Regions from separate parts of the Triticum aestivum genome. Here region 1 is linked to region 2. A link is a contact called in public Hi-C data. All regions are on one chromosome and are shown on one strand. The core of a region is the stretch at or near the end of the contact, and the rest is flanking DNA. Distances in the headings are between cores, read along the strand shown. Region 1 has its middle 4.5 kb from the start of LOC123105199. Region 2 has its middle 16 kb from the start of LOC123105196.

What was found. A called contact is a pair of places that touch in the nucleus more often than the background predicts.
Region 1: a Hi-C map of leaf shows a contact between it and region 2, with 4 times the contacts expected there. The contact joins two enhancer-like sites. A contact is called at or near these places in 3 of 5 Hi-C or Micro-C datasets (leaf and an unstated tissue) and 1 of 1 datasets of contacts at active chromatin or transcription factors (leaf).

What each region holds. Positions count from the first base shown.
Region 1 is chr5A:601,038,924-601,044,730 of IWGSC CS RefSeq v2.1, forward strand. No RefSeq gene overlaps it. Among protein-coding and RNA genes, the nearest start is that of LOC123105199, 4.5 kb to the left of the region's middle. Within about 2 kb of position 2,663, at least 1 of the 8 cell types and tissues checked has an H3K27ac peak or open chromatin away from gene starts, as enhancers often do. A contact at or near this core is called in leaf, where this site is marked.
Region 2 is chr5A:600,720,998-600,726,461 of IWGSC CS RefSeq v2.1, forward strand. It overlaps the pseudogene LOC123105198. Among protein-coding and RNA genes, the nearest start is that of LOC123105196, 16 kb to the left of the region's middle. Within about 2 kb of position 3,089, at least 8 of the 8 cell types and tissues checked have an H3K27ac peak or open chromatin away from gene starts, as enhancers often do. A contact at or near this core is called in leaf, where this site is marked.

The sequences.
Region 1 (5,807 bases), core at 1,413-3,912, 320 kb after region 2:
TTAGGGATAATACAAGGCATCCACCCCTAAACGGTTCCCAAATCTTGTTGTGATAGCTACGAATGAAATCAATCATTGTCGTCGCCGCTTGCAGCTACTTGCCCAGTCGCCGGCCAGCGCCAGAAATTCGCCACCGAGGGGCTTGCGAGGTGCAGCCGCTCGTTGTATTCCAGCTTCAGCTAGCGGAGAACCGCAGCGATCCGGCGCGGAGCTTGGGCAAGGAGGCCGGAGGCCGGCGGAGCTCTGGTAGGCGATAGAGAGAGGCGTTGCCGGAGAGTGAGAGACGAGGAGACGCGGCGCCGGAGAAGGGGATAAGAAAGGGCGCAGAACGACAGGGAGTGGTGGCGCTGGGATTGGGTTCGGAGACGAGGGAGTCGTGGGGGAGGCAGGAGATGCGAGGCGTTCCGCGTGGTTCCTCCAAATCGGAGGTACGAGTGTGTTCCGCATCTCACGCGAATATTCCGTTTGAGGGAATGGATAGGTTCCAATTCTTCGCTGCTACCGAACACAGGAATCAGGCCTAGGAACGTAATGGACCCGTTACATTCCACCCCATGACCTGAAACAAACACACCCTTACTTTCCTATCAATGTAGTGATACTCAATCTTTGCACATTCGGGAAAAAATTATGGAGCTTGTCAACGAAACCATGGCGGAGGCACCTAGTGTACTTTCATTGTGAGCTGACGCCCATCAGCCAAAGATGTGACATATTTCTCGGAACAAGCTTTCACCCCCTTTATATATAAAGCAATCACCGAACCAAGTACACGGTCTAAACACCTAAGCTTCATGACTACGCCCCCAGGAGGGAAAACGGCCCAAAGCGTCGCCGCTGCCGAGTCCAGAAGGGACAAGGGTCTTCATCCGAAACCCTGGCACGAAGAGGACCACCACGACGACGTCTTCAAAAAGAAAGTGGCGTCCGCAAGCGTCGTCGTCGTCAGCGTCAAAGCGCAGAGCTTTCGCTCGGTGCCAAAGTTGTGCCATATTGGCTTAGAAAATACAAGAGTATGCAAGCAGACACTAATAAACCAAAAACTTAATCACTTAAACAAAAACCAAATTTAGTGTCATGACAAAACATCGTTTAGAGTAAGACATATATTCTTTTTGACAATCTAAGTATATATAGTAAGAGCAACTCCAATGTTTCGTCCGCTCATGTCCGTTAGGGTTCGTGCGGACAAAAACGACTGCCCAACGTGCGGACCCATTTCCATTTTGCGTCCGCTTTGTGTCCGCGCGGACCCATTTCGGTCTCAAATTTGGGTTGCATTTGGATCCGCGGCGGACACAAAGTGGACGCTTTGTGCGTGCTCCTCGTCCGCTCCGTCCGCTGCATGCGAGGTATGGCCTACCTGTCACAGGCTCACTTCTCTGTCCTCCTTTTTTCTGTACTGGCCCACCACCCACGCACCAATCTCGTCCCACACTGTGCTCCTCGCCGGCGCCCGGAACTACTCCTCGCAGGCGTCCGCAGCTACTCCTCGCTGGCGCCCGTCCCCCGTCCCCTGCTGGAGCTACTCTGCCCAGGCCTTGCCCTGCCCCGCCGCCGCATGTGCTCGCCCTGCACCGCCGCTGCACGCGCCGCGCGCCACCGCGCTCGCCCTGCGCCGCCGCCGCACGCGCCCCCCGCCACCGCGCTCGTCCTGCGCCGCCGTCGCACGCGCCCCCGCCGCCGCACGCGCCCCGCGCCGCTGCTCGCCCATGCGCCGCCGCCGCACGCGCCCCCCGCCCCGCACGCACCCCGGTAGCCCCGCTCGCCATGCACCGCCGCACTCGCGCCGCGTGGTGGCCATGGTGCAGCTCCGGGACCCCCCCCCCCCCCCCCCCCCGCGCGCACATCCAAACCGCGGGTACGGCGAGCTCGCGGGCACGGCGACAGGCGCGGCAGGACACGGAAGCGGGCGTGCAGGTGGTTGGACGCGGATGAGGTAGGACGCGGGCGCGCAGCAGGACGCAGGCGCAGGCGCGGCGTGGTAGCAGGTCAGCGCGGGGCGCGCGGGCGGCGGATACGGGCAAGGCAGGATGCGGGCGGGGCGACGGGCATGGCGACGAGCACGGCGAGCGCGGCGCCCATCAGGTGTTTGTTGAAATGTCGGGACGTACATGTCCAAAATGGGTCAGCTGACCCAAATATAAAAGCGGACACGGATGTCCGTTTGGCCGACCCAAACGGACAAAAAGCGGATAAAATCCGCGTCCGTCTGGGTCTTCCCGTTGGAGTTGCTCTAACTTCTTATTTTCTATCGAATGGTCTGATCTGGAGTAGAATCAAGAAGTGATGCTTATATGGTTTGCATTTATTCATGGAATGGAACAAGTTGAATATGCTATAGAGGAAGTACATGACACTCGGTTCAAAGTACGTCTCACCAAGATACCTCACCCCCGTACGTATACTGCATCGTGCGTGGACGCACGTCATGTGCGCGTGGGCAGTGCAAAACACAGCCAGTTTGGTGGCGAGGAAGATCCGATGGATTTGTGGGGAGCCACCGCGTGAAGCCGGCCGTCGACGTGCCCCCCGGCCCGCGTGGACGCACAGCGCCGCCGGGCCACACGTAGAAGTCGGCTACGGAACTGCCACCAGGTGGCTGGCTCCGGGACGGAGGTTGCCGTCGACGCTGACTTGTCAAGATCTCACTGGCTGCCGCGGTTCGACGTGGACGGACGGCTCCTTCCTGCGCGACGGCAAGTCTGCCAAGCAGCCAGCTCCACCGGCCGAATGGAGTTTGAGTTGTTGGACTGGCCGGATGGGGACACGCATCCATGCAGGCCAGGCAATTCCGACGCTGACGTGGCGCCAGCTAGCTAGCGATTACCGGATGAACCCGCCTCGGATGATTTGCGTGGCGGGACGTCTCTACAATCTCAGTTCATGCTTCTCATCGGGTTTGATGATATTTTCGGTAGAGCTGAGCAGTATTTTCTCCCTGTTTGTCCACTACCGAGAAAACACGCACTCAGACGATGCCATACACGCGTGTGTAATCAGCACGAGGTTTTGGGAAAACGAAACTATTTTGTGCACGGCGACTGGTGGCCGATTTATGCATGATCCATAATCGGACGCTGTTGAGGCTCGTACTACGTGTTTTGCTGGCTCATCTTTGGTAAAGATTGATCGGGTCATCAGCCGTTCGCCTCTCTTCTCCGTCCATCTCTCATGACAACACAACCCATGTTGTAAACCTTGTTGCAACACGACCCATGTCGTCCCCGGCGTCCCCCACAACATCGGCTCCAGCACCGGCGACCGGCGTTTGCAACTTGGCGGTGTCTCCCACAACTCTCGCTCGCCGTACCCCCCAACCCCCCCCCCCCCCCCCCCCCCCCCCCCCACGTGCCCGTCGCCGTTGGATCGAACACACAGATTCAAACCGTAGACAAAGTCATGCGTAGGTGCCTGCGTAGCTGCTGGTTGCTACAGGGTTGCATATTGCGCACTCTGGCAGTCGTTATAAACAGGGCCATACCAGGGAAATGAGAGACCCTGTGCAAATCAAAATTAGGCTCTACAATCATTTTTTTTGTCAACACTGTAATTTTTCATAAGAAATTACACCAGCTGGAAGCACAAGTTCAAAAGACCTAACGACGTCACATACTAGATTGATGGATTGTGATTGGAGATAGATACATAGGGTTACTTGGCGTAAAGTACTTCCAACAGTTATTTACTCTAGCATTAATGCTTCAATTAATACCTTGATTAACAAAAAAATTGGGGGCCCTCCGATGCTGGGGGCCCTGTTCAGTTGTTCATGTTGCACATGTGGACATACTGCCACGTTCATGCACAGAGAGGCTCGGGATGTTGGTCTTCGTCGTCGGCGCCAAAGATGGCCACTCCCGCGGGCGGGAGGGTGAAAGAGAAAACTGAAAAGGGATTGGGGGAAGAACAGCTACAGCAGAAGCCAGAAGGAACCAATGATAATCTCTAGTGGTTAAGAGGAAGGGGAAGGCCACTGGGGTTTGATGCCCGCTGGAGTCCGTTGTTCTTATGGTCTTCTCTGGTTGTTCCAGTTTCCTATAGTCTTCCCCCGGGATGTTGTTGGGCAGTGGTTTAGTGTTGTCATATTTTCGCCCCATGGTGGGTGATCCGTTTTAGGGTCGTTAACAGTGGTTTTTCTGGCGATGCGTCAACTCGCTCCCCCCCTTTCAGTCTCCTTTTTGCTTCTAGTCTGTCTCATTTAGCTTTGGCTTGCCTAGTGGATGATATTTTTGACAGTACTCAAACAGACTGATATATTTCCGTTAATTGCAAAGTTAATGGAAAGGGGTGTGAGCCTGGTTGGAAGAGGAAGGGGAAGGCCACTACCGCGGCACGATGGCCCCTAACCCTAGCACGTCTGGGCAGCGGCGGCTCAGACTAATCTATCGATTTTCGGCCTCATACCATATAAGTACTTTGCACTCGTTTTGGACCGAGAAATCCTATCCCAACTCAAACCTACCTGGTCAGTTCTTGGGCACAACCCAAACCCAAACCGAACCAAACTGGCTTTCCATCTCTCAATCCAATATAGAGACCAGACCTTCATATACATAGACCAAATCAAAAACCAAAGAGACCAAAAACTAAGATTCGAAAAAAATTACTATTCCCAGATTTACATGAAGCTCGAGTGAAGTGCACGACACAGCCACCCTCTAGAAATAATCGACCCCGGCCGCCGCAAATCTCTGGCAATCTGTGGATCCCGACGTCCACCACGATCGACGTCAATGGGGCAGAAAGGCAGGAAGCGTAAGGGCATCCCTCTCCTCCTCCCAAGTCGAAGATCGCCCGTATCAGTGAGCCTCTGACCTAACTGATCGACTCCACGCCCGATTATATATCTGAATGAACGGGCGGTTATTAGTTTTTCCCTGGTAACCTTCCCTCACTGCCTGAGTTTGCTTGCTTCACTTGCGTGCAGTTGACAAGTTGGGTCACAGTGGGGCCATCTTACTGCTGTTTGAGACACCCTCTGGCTTCGCCGTATTCGTGTATGATGGTGTCCAACTCTACTAGCAAAAAGCCGAGGAGGTAGTATGTTCTTCCTTCTGCTCATTTACTTGCTTGCCGGCTTTTTTTAGAAAAGGAGGAAGATCCCCGACCTCTGCATCTGGACGATGCATGCAGTCACTTTATTAACTATTCACACAAGACCTTACAAAGTCATATAACAGTAAGACTAAAGCCCCCGTCTGGCAACATCTGTCGCTACTCCTATCCAGTTGATGAAGGGATGCTGATAGTCTGGGCCTAATACTAAACAGACCTCGCAGCCAAAACTAAACATCTAAGACCCGAGGTCCCAATCAGGATGCCTGTCGGGTATGGGCCACCTACCAATCCGGCGCACTCCTCAACTAGGACGCCTGCCGGGTACGAGGCCGCCGCATACTTGCTTGCCAGCTGATCTTGCCTTGTCATTCACCTAACCTTCTGGATTTTCCTGCAGAAAATCTGGGCCAACTTTGTCAAGGACTACATGCCGCACAAAGTCTGTACACATTTCTTTCCTTTGCATCAAAATAATTATCATTTTCCCATTTTTTTGTACTCTGTACTTTTGTATATTGAGGTCATTAGTTGTTTTTTTTCTTTGTATTCTGTTGGCAGAGCATATAGTTGACGCTGTTGCAGGCATGCCAAAAAAAAACCTTTTTTTCCCTGAAAGTTCAACATTGTGTGAGCAAAGCGATTTATGAATAATCACCTGGTACAGGTTGGAACGTAAGGAGTGTATTGCTGTGCATCAATTTTTAGCTAGTAGTAACTGCTAGCTAGATATAATATGGTTTAGCCCT
Region 2 (5,464 bases), core at 1,839-4,338:
TATCTGCCTATTTTAGAAACAATGTTTGACAATTCAGAAAAGTTTAGAATATCAAAAATTCATTGTTTACATTTTTAACTTTTATCATAATTCAAAGTAAATTAAAAAATTTCCAAAAATGTCCCTATTTTTATAAAATTTTCAATTTTTTAAAAATGTGCATGTTTTCAAATTAGTTTGCAAATTCAAATTCTTTGGGAAATTTCAGAGAATGTTTGTGTTTTGATTTTTTTTCATAATTTCAAAAAATGATCACATTTTTTTTATTTTGTTGTTGTTTTTGAAAAACCTTTCTCCTTTTGCACGAGTTGATCAGGATTGAAATTACGTTTTATGTTTCTAAAATGATGTTAAAAAATTTCAAATTTTGTTCTCATTAGTAAATAGGAACTTTTTTCCAAATATTGGTCTAATTTTTAAAAATTATTCCTACTTTATTCATTCATTTATCATTTCCTCGGGAAATTTATTGGATTTTTGATTTTTTAATGTTTTCAAATTTTGTTTAGAATTTCAAAATATGTTCCTATGTTTAAATTTTGTTCAGAAGTTCAGAAAATGTTCTTGTTTTCAAAATTTGGTTGGAAAATTTTGAAAAATGTTTGAGGTACAAAAAAATGTTTCCAATTTCTAAAAAAAAATTAGAATTCCAAAAAAACATGCAATTTTTTTATATTTGCTCGTTAATTGTTCTTTATTTTTTTCCTCCCTACATCAATAACATGGTACAATACAGTATAGTAGGCTACATTGACGGGTTGCTACAGTGCACCGGGCTTCGTTTTCCCCATAGTTTTTGCTGGATCTGATTCACTACAGTTATGTGCGTTGGGACCGGTTCGCTGGGTCAGGTGCTTGATCTCCCGCTCACGCGCGCCCACTCGCATCGCCATTGGGCCGACCCAGTCAGGCGCCCTGTGCGAAAAGGATTGGTTGTCTGCCGCAGCCCGCGGCGCATTTAAATTCTTTGATTAGAAAGTTTTGGTGGGGGAGTAAAGAAGGACAAAGAAAGCCAAGCTGGGTATCTTGGAATGCGATGACTAGACCGAAAATTGTGGAGGTCTAGGATTTCGTGACATTGAGTTCTTCAATCTAGCCCTGCTAGCTAGACAAGCTTACATAATTTTGATGGATCTAGAGGCTCTAAGTTCGCAGGTACTGAAGGCAAAATACCACCAAAATGCAGATTTCTTGCAAGCTGATCTTGGTTCGGCCCCATCTCAGATACGGTGGTCGCTACTCGAGGGGCGAGATGTGCTAAAACAAGGCTGATTCGTCGCATTGGGGATGGTCAATCGATGAATATCCGGGACCACAATTGGATTCCTAGACCATCAAACATGAGACCAATAGTGTGCAGAATAGCTAACCCGCCCCAATTGGTTGGTGAGTTGATCTGGCCGGGTGCAGAATGGGATAGAGACACAATTGCTTAGGTTTTTATACCAACTAATGCGGAGGCCATCATGTCAATACCTCTATGTACGAGGCATACTGATGACTTTTGATCGTGGGTGCATGAAAAGAACGGTGTCTTCTCTGTAAGGTCTGCCTATCGCATGCTCGTTGAGACAAAAATACGGAGAGAAGCATGGCTTGAAGGTCGGCCAGCTAATTCAAACAATGAAAGAGAGTCCAAGCTTTGGGATAAACTTTGGAAGGTCGAGGTGCCATCAAAAGTTAAGATCTTCTTATGGAGGCTTGCGCAGCAGTCAATCCCCAAAGCCGATGTACATCACGATCGTAACATGTCCACTAGCACTAGGTGTGGGTTGTGTGGTTCTGAGGATTCGTGACAACATTCATTGCTCCATTGTACTGTTGCACGATGCACCTAGGCGTTCTAGGAGGCTGATCTTGTCGAAGCCTTAAACAACACAAGGGAACCTGATGCCAAAAGATGGCTGTTTGCTTTGATAGATATGCTCTCCATGACTTATTTTATTCAGGTTGCAGTGACTCTTCGGGCACTCTGGTACTCAAGGAGACAAGCGTTGCATGAAAATATCTTCCAAAGTCCACTATCCACGCATAATTTCATTCCAAGGTACATTCAGGATCTGGAAGAGTGCAAGCCTAAGAACTCTCCAGCAGTAACAGTGGTAAAACCAATGACAAGCCTCTTCATGATGGATTCCACTACCGCTCGGATCTGTAAAGATAAGGGTGGATGGTGCAGTGGCAAGAAACCAAAACGAAGGCTCATTTAGTGCGGTATGTAGGGACTCATCGGGGCTTTATTTGGGTTCATCAGTTACCAGAGTACATGGTATAATAGACCCACCAACGCTAGAAGCTGTAGCATGTCGTGAAGCGCTTGCTCTAGCTTCGGATCTAGCATTATCACATGTAGTTATCGCCTCCAATTGCCAAAGTGTAGTCATGGACATCAACAAGCATATTGGAGGTACGTATGCAAGCATTGTTAAGGAGATTGTAGAGACTATAGTAACCATCAACGACTGCACCTTCATCTCTCGAGGGTAGAGCTACTAATCTTGAGGCACATAGCCTTGCTAAGCATGCTTTCAGTTTGAATTTTGGGCGCCATGTGTGGCTGTTAAACTCACCAGATTTTCGATGTATCCCCATGAACATTATTGAGTAATAATAAAGTGTGTTTAGACTAAAAAATCTACTCCCTCCATAAACTAATATAAGAGCGTTTAGATCACTAAAATAGTGATCTAAACACTCTTATATTAGTTTACAGAGGAAGTATCTATATTCTATATCAATATAATAAGATTCAAAGGGGCAGATCAAAATAATCTCGACCATCAAATCAGGTCAATCCAACGATTTGGACTGCTCTGATGGTGAGTGCTGCAATTAATATCTACAAAATATGAACGTTAGCGCCAATCACACAATTAATCCGGAAATAATATCCTACCTAATATTTACATGCAATTAATGTACATGTTTAATTTTTTTAGGGGAAGTACATACAGGTTACTAGTGTCCTGAAAAACACGAAATTCGTACGCACGACTAGCGATCAATTCAAGCCTCCCTATCCAGGCAGCAGCGCGGTGGGCTTTGCCTTACAGTGTCCCGTTACATCTTGGGCCCTCTTCTTTTTCTCTGAATTCTATGGGCCTGAGGAACCGCTACGGAAATACTATCTGGGCCAGGCCTGCCAGGCGGACGCCGTGGTGAGATGTTTTTGTTTTTGAGCTGGTGAGATGATATTTCGGTTCCATGGATCCTCCCGAATGTAAAAAAAAACTTGCTCTCAAAAAAAAAATGTAAAGAAAAACTGGTCGAAATTAGCAAGCCTGCGTAATTTCGTACGCCCGGAGCAAACCCCTTCCCCACCGTCTCCAGAAACCTCCCGACCCTTCCACACCCACTCCCCCTCACCTCCCCATCATCCCGGCGGCAGCCTCCTGCGGGCCCCGGCCTTCCCCCGCGGCGGCGACGAGCAGAGCAGCCGACGACGACGGCCTCCTCCGCTGCGCCCCGGCCCCGTTATTCCGCCGCCCCGGCCCCGTTATTCCGCCGCCCCGGAGCCATCCGTCCCGGGGCGAGGCCTCCGTGTTTCCGCCTCCGCTGACCGCCGCGGCATGCTTCCCCTGCGGCGCCTCTCCACCGCTGGTAATTTTCTCACTGGTAGTCTGTAGTTGAATTGGTGTATGCCTTGTCTGATTATTGTATGGGTGTGATAACCACGAATCGGAAGTGGCATTTGCAATTTATTGTTTCTAGCATACCTGAGACAGAGATGTATGCATTGTCTGATTGTTGGTTTGACTGAGACAGAGATGTCACGATTGCTGTATGCATTGTCTGATTGTTGGTAGTTTGGTATTAATTGAATTGGTGTACGCATTGTCTGATTGTTGTATGGCTGTGATAACCACAAACTGGAAGTAACATCTGTAATTTCTTGTTCCTACTAGACATATCTGAGACAGAGACGTCACCAAAACGGCTGCGATCAGGGCAGGCCTCGCAGGAACCCCACCAGGCCTTCAGCATCAAGTATTTGTTGTTTGATATCTTGCTCCATATCCAGGATCCAACAACCCTTCTGCATGCTTCGCTCGTGTGTAAGGATTGGTATAAAATCATCTCAGATCCTGGTTTCCTCAACCCTTTCCGCAAAAAACAAATTAGCCAGTTCGTCGGGTTTTTTGGTGAGTTTGATGGTGGGGATGATATAGAATTCATACCGCTGCCACTGCCCCCTGAGTTTGCATATGTTGGCAAGTACCTATTGACTTCATTTTCGGGTGGTCTTAGAAATGCGCAAGACATTCGTGGTGGCTCTGTTCTTCTAAAACTGGAAGACTCGATCGCCATCTCCAATCCATTTATGAAGAGTTTCCGCACATTTCCACTAGCCCCACCTTTCCGGAATATTCATGGCCATCATTGTGGTGATTTTTACCTCTTCAATGGTGATAGCGTAGTCCGCGTGGTTATCATTGCCATGGCTAATCTTCTGCATATTCAGTTATGTGTTCTCGAGTCTAGTACTTGGATAGAGTATAGAAACACCGTTGATGTTGGTATTTCTCTTGGGGAAGGGCCCTTCTGTAAGACTGCGCTGTGTGTTAACCGCTTTATATATATGCTCTCTATTGATGGATTCTTAGTGAAAGTCAGAATGGAGGATTGTTCTGCATCTGTCATCCCTCTTCCAAATGGGTCATATGAATGGCGTTTTCAACAGATATGCCGATCGAATTATTCTGATTTCCTGTATGTCCATGTTGATGGTTTCGACATTCGAATATGGTCGTATTTGTCAGATACCTGGACTCCTGTCTTTAGGATTCATGTTCCTTCTATATTTGCCTGTCACATTGATATTGTGGAAAGCCTTAATTGTATTGAGTGGGACACGTCAAGGAGTGGCTGGGGGGAGTTTTTGACAATGTACGGTGTCTCCGATGGGGTTGAGCATATTATCATGGGGATTAATGGTGTTGAGCATTTATATCTACTGGATTCTATTAATGGAACAGTGACGTTAATTGGATCCAACGAAGAATTAATTGAGATTTCACCTTTTGTCACCTCTTGGATCCCTTCATTTCTGACTTTAAAGGTTAGTTCCGCTACTATTCTTTCTATTCCAGCATTTTACTTTAATCTATGATTAGGCTTTGTTGACTTGCATGCCAAGTACTTCAGTAGTATCAATGAGTTGAAGCTATTCTAATTACATCCGGTCCACATCCTGTTATTATTAGTACGAAGCTCCAGTAAAAATGTAAATAGTGCTTTCATGGTCTGTTGTCACTTGATGATCTATTAACTTTTTGTATGTTATCTCTTAACTGGAACCTCTGCACCACAGCCTTTGCTGATTACTCCTAGGAAGTTAGCACACCTGCAGGACTGTAGTGCCTCACTGGCACGACTTATGATTGTCTTGATACATTTCTTCTTCTTTTTGACAGGAAAAGAGTGCTGAAATTGAATACGAATGTCTTGATATATTAGGTGATGT